Linked DNA regions of Mus musculus: region 1 is linked to region 2. A link is a contact called in public Hi-C data. All regions are on one chromosome and are shown on one strand. The core of a region is the stretch at or near the end of the contact, and the rest is flanking DNA. Distances in the headings are between cores, read along the strand shown. Region 1 holds the start of Nhlrc3 (NHL repeat containing 3). Region 2 overlaps Cog6 (component of oligomeric golgi complex 6).

Evidence for each region. A called contact is a pair of places that touch in the nucleus more often than the background predicts.
Region 1: a Hi-C map of centrocytes shows a contact between it and region 2, with 2.8 times the contacts expected there. The contact joins the promoter of Nhlrc3 here to the enhancer-like site in region 2. A contact is called at or near these places in 8 of 39 promoter capture datasets (the C10 cell line, the HPC-7 cell line, cranial neural crest and 4 more), 2 of 15 datasets of contacts at CTCF or cohesin (large pre-B cells and pro-B cells), 8 of 484 Hi-C or Micro-C datasets (the G1E-ER4 cell line, bone marrow-derived macrophages, centrocytes and 5 more), 30 of 115 datasets of contacts at active chromatin or transcription factors (the 230-238 cell line, the NIH/3T3 cell line, T-cell acute lymphoblastic leukemia and 24 more) and 3 of 9 other capture datasets (adipose tissue, embryonic stem cells and pancreatic islet).

The regions. Positions count from the first base shown.
Region 1 is chr3:53,460,172-53,465,647 of GRCm38.p6, reverse strand. It overlaps Nhlrc3 (NHL repeat containing 3), which reads left to right and starts at 2,390. Exons shown (of 7, transcript NM_172501.2): 1 at 2,390-2,588; 2 at 3,184-3,336; 3 at 3,869-4,016. The coding sequence starts at 2,505. Proser1 (proline and serine rich 1) reads right to left here and starts at 1,853. Exons shown (of 13, transcript NM_173382.2): 1 at 1,329-1,853. The coding sequence starts at 1,373.
Region 2 is chr3:52,985,992-52,991,779 of GRCm38.p6, reverse strand. Cog6 (component of oligomeric golgi complex 6) reads left to right here. Exons shown (of 19, transcript NM_026225.3): 16 at 1,714-1,821; 17 at 2,617-2,670; 18 at 5,300-5,379. Among named protein-coding and RNA genes, the nearest start is that of Cog6, 28 kb to the left of the region's middle. Within about 2 kb of position 1,274, at least 41 of the 459 cell types and tissues checked have an H3K27ac peak or open chromatin away from gene starts, as enhancers often do. A contact at or near this core is called in centrocytes, where this site is marked.

The DNA.
Region 1 (5,476 bases), core at 1,141-3,640, 470 kb before region 2:
TAAAAATTATAGCACCACCCCTACTTAAAAACGCCCATATCTATTTTACTGCATTTTAGTAGACTAAGACACTGTCGCTGTCTTCTCCATCTGGCAAAGCCAACTGGCGACACATTTTGATTGCAGACTAGAACTGTGGCCTTGAAGGCTACCCCGTCTGAACAGACTTTTATCTCTGGAGCCTTTCCGATTCCCTCGTTGATATTTATTACCAGACATTTTTACAAGGCTGAGAAGGGAGAAGATAGACATATGCATGTCTGCATTCATGTCTACCTTAACTTAAAATTTATTTTCTCAGAATGGTTAAAAAACAGCTCAGAAACCAACTGTGGCAAATTCTAAGTACATGATAAAAAGACATTTTGTTTCAAATTTTAATTAGATGAGACTCAGCAAGTGCAGAAGTTTATTTGAAAAGAAAAAAATTCAGCACCACCAAATATGAAAGATTAAATATATGTTATCTGAAAAGGGGGGAAGGGAGGAAAAGGGGTCTTACAAAGAGCAAAACAAAACTCTAGATCCGCTGGTCGTGGTGGCGCCCGCCTTTATTCCCAGCACTCGGGAGGCAGAGGCAGGCGGATTTCTGAGTCCGAGGCCAACCTGGTCTACAAAGTGAGCTCCAGGACAGCCAGGGCTATACAGAGAAACCCTGTCTCAAAAAACAAACAAACAAACAAAAAAACAAAAACAAAAACCTCTAGATCTGGCGCCAATTTTTGCAGTGCCAGTCAGGGGCACCGTTTGAGATGCCGAACAGATGCAAGCTGTGAGATGCTGTGAGGTCACAGCACTGCCCTTTCTGTCAAACAGGCAACCTGCTATTTTTTATGTAAGAGATACTTTTAGCCTCAACCTTACATTCCAAATTTTTTTTTTTTTTTTTTTTTTTTTTTTTGCTGCCTGGTTCCTTCCAGGAAATAGGAAATATAAACAGTGTCAAAAAGATGGAAGGAGAGCAAAGGCAGGGGAAGAGATCTGGAAAAGAACTTTCTCGGCATCCCTTCCAGTGCCTAGTCACTCCTGTTACCGAACCATGTTAACATTGAATAAATGTCAGTCAACCAAAAGCTCAGTTATTACGGATTTACAGTTGGCTCCGGGGCTGTAGGTAGTACAAACGTAATTCCCGTACCACAATGACTTCCCAAGTTTAGCAGTGAGGTGGTTTATCTTCTATTTAAGCGGTGCAACGGACCAAGATGCAAGTTCTTACGTTACACAGGAAAGTTCAAGTTCCTCTGCTGACTACACACAACACCTCAAAGAAAGTAACTCACGACCATTATTATCTCAGACGAATTTCAGGGAACAAGGTCAATTACCTTTCGAATTTCATCCAGCACCGTCTCAAAGGACTTTTTGTCCATCTTGAGTACTATTCCGTCGTGACGTCTCACAGTTCTTGCAATTACAAAACGCTCATCCCAGGTTCGTCTCGTGGATAATACACCAGGAGGAGAAAGGAGGCGAGGAGGTAGAGTATTGCAAACTGCACCAAAACAAAACAAAAAATCCCAGAACGAAAACTTGGAAAAAGTTGGGTTTTTTTTTGTTGTTGTTTGTTTGTTTTTTTAAATAAAAATCAGACTTCAGTAGCTTCTTCACACAAAGCTTCAGCTGCTCAGAGCAGAGCGGGCTTGTGCGTTTGCAGAAATCAGGGCTCCGGAGGGTGCCGACAGCCGGGTGCTCCGGGGAAGGCCGCCGAGCCACGCTCCGCTCACCGCCGTGATCCGGGACACGTGGCCCCGCGGGCGCTCAGACCCGCCGATCCGCCCGATCCCGGGGTCCCGCAGCTCCGGCAACCGGCGGCCCCCGCAGGTCCTTTGTTACGGGCTTTCGTAGCTTCCGGGAGCGGGCGGGCGGCCGGGGCGCACTAGGAGCCGGACGAAGGGGGCCAGAGCCTTGCGAAGGGAGGCTCTCGAGCACCTCAGCGCTCATACGGCCAGGCGCCCAGCGGGTGCTCCCCTAAATGCCCCACCAGCTCCAGGGGACCTTTGATAGAGCGTGTCGCGCCCACAAGACGCAATGGTGCACCGCCACCTTAAGTCGCTTTTGCACAAATGATTAGTTTGGGGCGTCGGGGGGGGGGGGCGGGGTCCTAGTGTGGGAATATAGGCGTCCACGGCAGAAGCCTGAATGCTTGTGGAGCAGACGTGACTAAAGTCCTTTTCGGAGCGTGGTAGTCATTGTTTTAGTGTCACGATCCCCTAACTCTTCAGTTTCTCGGTGCTCTGTTTTGCTTCTTGAAAGTGAGTTTAAAGGAGCGAAGAGTAAGTAGGTCAGGAAGATCTGCGGACGCCGCCATCCTAGTGGCCAGGAGCACCTCGGCGTGGGGACCAGGGTCACTCGCTGGGCGCCTGACTCGGGGCGGAGCAAGGAGCAGGACACCCGGAATTAGTCTTCGGCGGTTCTCCGGTCGAGTTTCCCGGTGCTTTAGTCTGCCTCTGCCCTAGAGCCGGCTTCAGGCCTCGCTGACTTTCGCCTCCCAGACCCTCGCGATGGCGAGAGCCTGGGTCTGCCTGGCGGGCGCCGCCTTCTTCCTTTCCTGTCTGGTTTTGCATTCGCGCTTCTGTGGCTCGCTGGTAAATAGCAGGCAGAAGGCTGTGGGTGTGGGTGCCACCGAGGGGTACAGCCCCTGGGGTCCCAAACCTGCTCCCCTGGGGCTCAGCAGCTGACGACTCGTCCTCTCATTTAGTGTAAAAAGAATGCACGTGGGGCTGGGGAGGTGGCGCGGAGGTTGGGAGCTCGAGCAGCTTTTTCAGAGGACTCAGGTTCGATTCCCAGCACCAACTTGAAGGCTCACTCTCTCACTGTAACTCCAGTTCCAGGGAGCCTGATGCCCTCTTCTGGCCTTTGTGGGCACATGGTGCACATAAACTCACCCGAGCTCATGCACACAAGTCTAAATAAAAATAAGTAAACATCACACACACACACACACACACACACACACACACACACACACACTGGATTTTCCCCAGCTCTTACTACACTCTTAAGTCACACACACACACACACACACACACACACACACACTGGATTTTCCCCAGCTCTTACTACACTCTTAAGTCATCATTAGACTTTTCTTATGGTTGTTTTGATCTTTAGATATACAATCTTATTTCCGGCTACCTTCTGGTTGTCGAACTGAATCTGAGTATTTTGATTTTATTTGAGGTTTCAAGGACATTTTCTTTTCACGTTTCCTGGAGAATGGAGGACCCTCTTTTCCGGCTGGATTTGGGTTGGCCCAAGAATTCGGAATACTTCACTGGTGCAACATTTTGTGTTGCAGTTGATTCCCTCAACGGGTTAGTTTACGTAGCCCAAGTAAGTAGAATGCATTTTTTTTTTTTTTTAATATGTGAGCCTGTGAGGTCAAGAGAGACCAGAGTGTTAATGCGGTTATCAACTACCAGTGGTTTCCAGGATTGAACTCTGAGTGTCAGTCTTGCTTAGCAAACACTTTCATCTGCTCAGCCATCTCTTCAACTAGAGATTTTTTTTTAATTTTAATTATATACATTCAGTTTGATCACAACAGACAGGAATAATAAAAGAACAGTCAATCTGAGCATGACAAAAAGGAAAAAAAGAAGATGAACAGAAAGGAAAGAAGTGTTTCCCACCTAGATAGCCTGCTGCATTTATAGTATGCTAACTATGCAATTTAATTTTGAGTTGGCTTCAAGTGCACATTTTAGATTTGTATGCATTAGAAATTATTAAGTTTTGAAGTTAGTGCTTTTTTTTTACACACTTCTAAATTTCTTATTATACTTTCATTTTGATTTCTCTGACAAAAGTAAAGATTAGCGTTCCTATTGAGTGATTCTAAGCAGTTGTTTTTGTGTGCCTTCAGAGAGGGGATAACATCCCCAAGGTATTAGTGTTCTCAGAGGATGGCTATTTCCTACGAGCCTGGAATTATACAGTTGACACACCCCATGGTATGTTTGTCTCCGGCACACCATTTGAACAGTCCGTCTGGATCACGGACGTAGGAAGCGGTATGTGTAGTACTATCTATTAAATTGCCTTCCTAGATAGAGTCACATCTTTGCCCATGTTCTTGCTTATACACTTTAAGGCTAGCATTGCTGAATCTAATCATAATTTCCTTAATATTTCATAAAATCATGTCTTTCTACAAATTTGCACCACACTACTGTATAATCAAGAAATTCAATAACACTATAATCCCGATCTTTTAAACTTGTCAAGGGAACTTTATTTGGGTGGGGGTGGGATGGGGGGCAGACTGTCATTCTTCAGGGCTATCTATCTTGTCTTTTGAACCAAAGTCTCTCTCTCGCTGGCCTGGAACTAATGAGCAGGGGAGGTGAACTGGCCAGTGAGTCCTCGGCATCTTCCTTTCTCCACTCGCCCAATGCTGGTGTTACAGTGCACACACTCATACACAGCACGGTTTTATTTCTTTGTTTTTGTTTTTCCTGGTATTGGCTCTAGGTACAGAACCCGGTCCTCATTCTTGAGTGACAGGTATTTTCCTGGTAGTCTGAACTATCCTTCCAGTTCAGAGCCTTTCTTCTTTGACCCTTCGCTTGCTGATCTCAGAGTAAGTCTGTGCCTCTGTAAAGTCAGGTCAGATGCCAGTCTTTAGAGAATCAGGGGACTCTCAACTTCTCTCTATACCAGCTGGCTCTTGAAAGGGCAAATGAGGGTTCTGAAGCCACCATTTGCTGCCCTGAGATTAGCAGAAACTGCTATTATTAACGGTTTTGAAATTCCACTCACTTAAGCATGTCTGAAACTTTCCCACCAGCAGATATTTTTAGTATACACTGTTGAAAAACAAGGTAGGCTAAGTAGCTTTCTAGCTGCAGAAGTTGTAGGAGACAACTGTTTGCCTGACTGCTGGTGTGTCCTACTTGACACAAGAGACCGTTCCTGTTGTCTTGAGGACCTGGCAGGAATGGGAGAGTCAGGGCGGATTTGGCTAGTACCCTTCTTGATCTGGTTATGGCTTGGAGGGTATCCTGTTTCCCCGGTGCTTGGTAACTCACACATCACTCTCAGCATCAGGAAGGTTGGGTTTTTACGTTGTCACTCTTGTTAACAGAACGTAAAGAGTTTCTGGGCTTCAGGTAGTCAGGGGGCTATTCGTTTAGTTAAGCCTTTATCTCGGAAGGTAAGTGCTGGTTAAACATTTGAAGAGTGGCAACTGCAGAGTGTTAAGCTGCCCACTTAGATTCTAAGTAAAGACTCAGGACTTTTCGTCTTTCTTCCTCGTATCTCTTTTCCCTCCCTTCAGATACTTGCCAGAGCCTGCGCGTGATTCTCTGAACACTCACTTCCCTTTCCTCCACCAGGCTGCTTACAAGCTGCGTGGCTTCCTCGGTTCCTCTTCTCCAGCTTCCTTCCTCAGGAAGCTGTCAAGCTTTACAGTGTGGGTAGCCTGGAGGTTTTCCTTTACATCCCAGTAAAATTGCCCTTGAACTTAAAAATA
Region 2 (5,788 bases), core at 25-2,524:
CCCCTCATGCTTATCTGTGTCTTCTATTCCTCACGACCTCGTCCTCCTGTCCCCACCCCATGCCCTCTCCTGCTGCTTCACCCTCAGCCCCTCATGCTTATCTGTGTCTTCTATTCCTCACGACCTCGTCCTCCTGCCTCATGGTCACTTTGGCCTTCTTGACCTACACTATAGTCTGAGGCAGGAGATGGCCTTCTGAAGAGTCTCTCCTCTTTTCAGTGCTGATAACTGAGCCATGTAAGGGAGAATGATTAATTTCCATACTTCATAAGTATGTTTTGCATATTTGTTTCTAAGTCAACCCCAATTCTCTGCCACTTGTCTCAGATCTATTTCCTTAAAATGTTCATTATTTTGCATTACCAGCAGTTACATGCTTGTCTGCAGTTCTGTACATTTTCTGCATGGCACAAAGTTCCGTATCTGTTAGATGGAGTTTGTTAGTTTGTCCAGAGTCTCTATGCTCCCCACCACGTATGATGTGTGCGCTGGACTCTGCACACACACTTCTAGAGACATACAGGGGTAAAGCTAGACTGAGGTTCATGGGATCCTCCAGCTACAGTTTGTGTTGTTGGGTTGAGGCTCCAGATCCCACCATCACCTCACTCCTCTCCAGCTGTCATCTAGCTTTCCCCAGCACTGCTGCTAAGATCAGGCAAGTCTGAGCCTCCTGGAATAACAGGCTCTGTCCACCTAGAAGCCTGTAAGGATTTTTCTTTGGGTTCAGTTACTTCTCCACAACATATTAGGTATTTCTTTTTTCCGATTATTCCCATCATAAACATTTGAGAGCCATTTCCGTTCAAAGATTCAAACTTTTCACTCTGTCTGACTGTCTGTCTGTCTATCTGTCATCTCTCTGTGTGTTACTCTCTTACACTCTGCAGATCCTATCTTTGTTTCATTTTATATCATGGGTCTCTTCTCCAGTTTACTGTGCGACTCTTTGTCTCATTTCTTTGATATTTTCTGTCTCTTTCTTTTTCAGTTCACTGACTTGGCTGTCAGCACTGTCTTCTTTTTCACTTTCATTAAACGCTTACATTTGAACGAACTATTTTTTTTAGGTTTCAGTAAATCCAGGAAGTAAGGACCCTTAGTTATGCTTCCTTGGGTATTTACATGAAAAAGAAGAACGTGGGAGGCTTCTTGGTGGGAGGAAGGCTGGTGCTGGAGTGGCTTGAACTAGGCAGGCTTTGACATAGCGCAGAGACGGGAGTTGGTGGTGCTCTGTGTAGTTGACAGATTGTAAAATTGGGGACGCTTCGTGGTGTGTAAGGGAAGGGGGAGGCTGGCAAGTGGGAAGAGCAGCTTCCTTTTATTGGGGCGCTTTCCTGCAGGTGCCTCATTTCTCAGCTGCAGCGCCGATTCTCACCAAGGTTCTTCGGAGATTGGGCTGTCCAGGGAAGGGAGGGAGGCAGGCTCAGGATGTAGCCTTCAAGGCCTCGTTCTCCCTGAGTAATTTATTTCACATGGTTGTGACGACTTCCGAGTTCTGCTTTTGAAACAGCTGAGAGAACAGGCACCCATATTTCCTAGCTAGTGGCCAGCCCTGGAACTGTTGGTTAGTTGTAACTAAGGGAAGCAGCAGCTGTCTCGGACAGACGGAGGCTGCCTGTCAGGTCCATGATGGCCGCCCGCCGGCCCAGTGTGCTCTGCTCTTACTGATAGTTCTCTTCTAAGTGCTTCTTCTGCTGTGCTTTATTGTAGATTGAAGCCCATCTGGACACTCTTATCAATGAGCAAGCCTCTTATGTTTTAACTAGAGTTGGCTTGAGCTACATCTACAACACTATACAGCAACATAGACCTGATCAGGTGCGTACCACTTGGCCTGGCAAAGGGGCAGCTGGGGTGGCTTCTAGAGATGACTCTAGAGTTTAATCGTGGCCCTGCTACGGATTAGCTGTCTTCTGTGTTCATGTCCTGCGCTGAGACAGGCTAAGTACAGTGACTGTCAGGGCTAGGAGAACGCCTGAGAATGAGAATAATTATTGGTGAAAAGTAATGAGAATATTTAGGAATTAGTGTCACAAGATGCGAAGACAGAGAAACTGGTGTTACAAAGTGTATGCAATGTTCATACTGATGGATTTTTAAAGTCCCATTTTATTTTCAACCAAATGAATGTATGGATTGCTAGACAAGTAATATAATCCTCCATCTAACTTAGCAGATCAGTAAAGAAAAATGTTCTGAACTGAAATAATCTTACAGAACAGAACCCCAGTACTAATAGGTCCTGGGGTGATGGGAAACCCTAATACAAAGTACCATCCTGCCTTAAAAATTAAGCAAAGAATTAGCAGCTTTTGTTCTCTAATTTTTCTGAAATGGATTGACAGTGCAACTTCGCTGTTCTCTGCTCGCTTGGAGGGCAGCAGCCTCCACACCTGGCCGCAGCCTCCAAGTGCTTGTCACTTTCCTTTCCTTGCTCCGAGTACATCTCAAGGGTGGTGGTGTTTCCGTTGTTGATAACTTGCGCCTTTGCTCCTCAGTCACCGCCCTACTCTTACTGTAGTTACGAGAAGCCGCTTTTCTTTGGAAACAACTATGTGATTTTTCTGAACTTGGGCAATCTTCTAATGAACCATTTTTATAACTTTCTTCTAGGGTTCTTTAGCCAATATGCCCAACCTGGATGCTGTGGCGCTGAAGGCTGCAATGGTAAGTGCGTAACAAGACATTTCAAGTGGGATTTCCTTAGGCAGGGCTGCCCATGGCTTACTGTGTGGTGAGAATGTCCTAGGTAACAGCTTTGCTCTCTTGACGTTCAGTTGGAGCCCAGTCACAGCTCCTGAGTGTGTGCTCCTTTTATGAGTTCTCCCAGGATTTATCGTGTACTGGAATCTTCTATCAGGCCTCAGTCACGTCACCAGCACAGTTTAGAATTTCTTTATTTTCCGAGTTTGGTTCCTATTGTGGCAGAGAAGCAGGCGTGGCGACAGATGTGAAGCACAGACTTTGTACTGCCGGCTCCTGCTCTAAACCTGTGCTTTTCCCTGAGGTGATAAGTAGGATTTCAGTGTGTGTGTTATTCCTCTGCAAGAGACTCATGGAACCTTCAGGTTATGGTTTTCAAGTGAACAGCTCCAGTTGGAGCAGCAGTAGGATGCTTGCCTGGCATGCATGCAGTTCTGTGTTCCATCCCTAGCACTACCCAGCATGCACACACACACATTCACATGCACACTCAGACACAGTTACACACGTGAATACACACATACACAAACTCACAAATGCATACACTCATGTACATTCACACAGGTATACACATACTCAGGCGCGTTCACACTGATAAACATATCCACACTCATGCATACACTCCGGCACTTACTAAACATATCCACACTCATGCATACACTCCGGCACTTACTAAACATATCCACACTCATGCATACACTCCTGCACTTACTAAACATATCCACACTCATGCATACACTCCTACACTTACTAAACATATCCACACTCATGCATACACTCCTGCACTTACTAAACATATCCACACTCATGCATACACTCCTGCACTTACACATACACTGATAGTCTCAGGTAAGTACAAATAAACAATCATACACATCAATATACACTAATGCACACTCAAATTCATACATTCAGTCAGTGACACACCTATACATTCATGCACGCTTCCAAACACACGCACCCATCCGTATACTAACACACACATGCACAGTCTCTAGCACACACACAGGAGTTTATTTCTTCCTTTTAGGATGAGCACCACTTTGGGCAGCATGCTTTTCTGACGTAAGCTTGCTCTAGGCATATGCCATAGATGTGCGTGTATGTTCTGGGCATGACTTGTAAGTCATGTAGCCCTTCACTCATTAGTGAAATTCTGCATTTCACAGCGCACAGTTGCTATAACTCCTTAGTTCCATTCACCCAGAAAGTCAGCTTCCAGAGTCTGGAGGCTCGCCTGCTGCAGTTGCCATCTGTCCTGAGAACAGTTCTGATACCAGAGACCCTCTATGTTTCTCTCTCAGCTTCTTTTCCTGATAGAATACTCAGACAGAATCAAGTTAATGAAGAAAGGGTTTGTTTTAGCTCACAGTTAAAAGTTTCTGCCTACTTTGAAACAGCTGGCCAGATGCAGTCTATAGTCAGAAGAGAGCAGTGAGTATACATATTCGTCCCCACCCTATGAAATGGCATTGCCCTGATTCAGTGTGGGTCTTCTCACAGTTAACCCAGGTAAGATTCCTAGCAGGCATGCCCACAGCCCAGCCTAACTTACATAGTCCTCACTGAGACTCCTGCCCAGGGAACTCAAGGCCCTGCCAAGCAGGCAATTGACATTAACCATCACAGCCATATTCCAGGACTGAACGTAACTAAAAGGCTTATGCTAACGACTCTGCAGAAGAGACAGGAGGACTGGCAGTGCTGCTGTTGGAGAGCCTGTAGTTGAGAGCCCTAAGTGAAATGCATAGGGTACATTATATCATGGTAAAAACAAAACAAAAACAAAAAACAAACAAACAAAAAAAACTCCACAAAGAAAAAACAATCATCGTATATATTAAAGTAAAAACTGTACTAGAAACTGGAATTTCAGAGAAAAAAAATCATGTTTAAAAATTCTGATGACAACGAGTAGATTTAGGATTCACTTAAAAAGACCTAACTAACTTTCTTGGAAAGATATTTATAAGGTTCAGGGATGGTGCAGTCAGTAACGTGCTTGCCACCCAAGTCTGAGAGCCTGAACTCAGTCCCTAGCACCCACTTAAAACGCCAGATGTGGTGGCGCACACCTGTAATCCCAAGTGCTGGCAAGAGGAGGGAAACCTCAGGGAGCCGTGGGGTTCACTGGCCAGCCTCGTCCACTTGCCAAGGTCTAGGCTACTAGAGACTCTGTCTTGGCGCGTGGGGGGGGGGGGGGAGGTGAATGGTACCTGGAGAATAGCACCCAAAGTTGTCCTCTGTCCTCTGTACACACACACGCACACATATACACACACATACACACACACATACACACACATATACACAGGCCTCCACAAACGTGTTCACACAGAAACATGCACACATAAAATGAAAGTTGTATGTTACACTCTCTCTTCACTCTATTCTGCCAACCTTTTCAAACCCTGGTGCATGCGTGTTTAATATAGGCGTTTTAGGGTGTTAACTAACATGTTTTAAGAACTGCTCTTTTGAACACATCCTTAGACAGCTTTGCTGGGGACCTTCTGAGGTTTTAACGCTCCCCAGGAGCAGGTGTTTGTAGCTCCGTAGCCTTCCTTACATCTCTTGTCCGCTCTCCTCTCAGGCTCAGTTTGACCGCTACCTCTCAGCCCCAGACCACCTCCTGATGCCACAGCTGAATTCCCTTCTCAGTGCCACAGTGAAGTAAGTGTCTGCTCCCAGGATAGGGGAAATGCATACACCTTTAAATATCAAATAATCTTCTTAAAAATACAATATTTTTAAGACTGAGATACTTGCCTTTGAAGAACTATAGTCTTCAATACTTTACCTGCCTTAGTACCCCAAAGAATTAACCTTAGCCATACTTACTCCTTGCCTATATTTCCCTTCAATCTCTCTCATTAATATATAATCTTACTTTGCTAATGATTTTAAATTGCTCTGACTATAATTGAAGTCAAATAGACATGACACCAAATCCCTATATATTGTAAGCAAGTCAAGGCAGTGTTGATAATTTTGACCATGTCCTACATATTTTGCAGTGTAGATGACTGTCTTATGGTCTACTTTGCATCTGTTTTTCTGTAGATTTAAAGCTATTAAATAT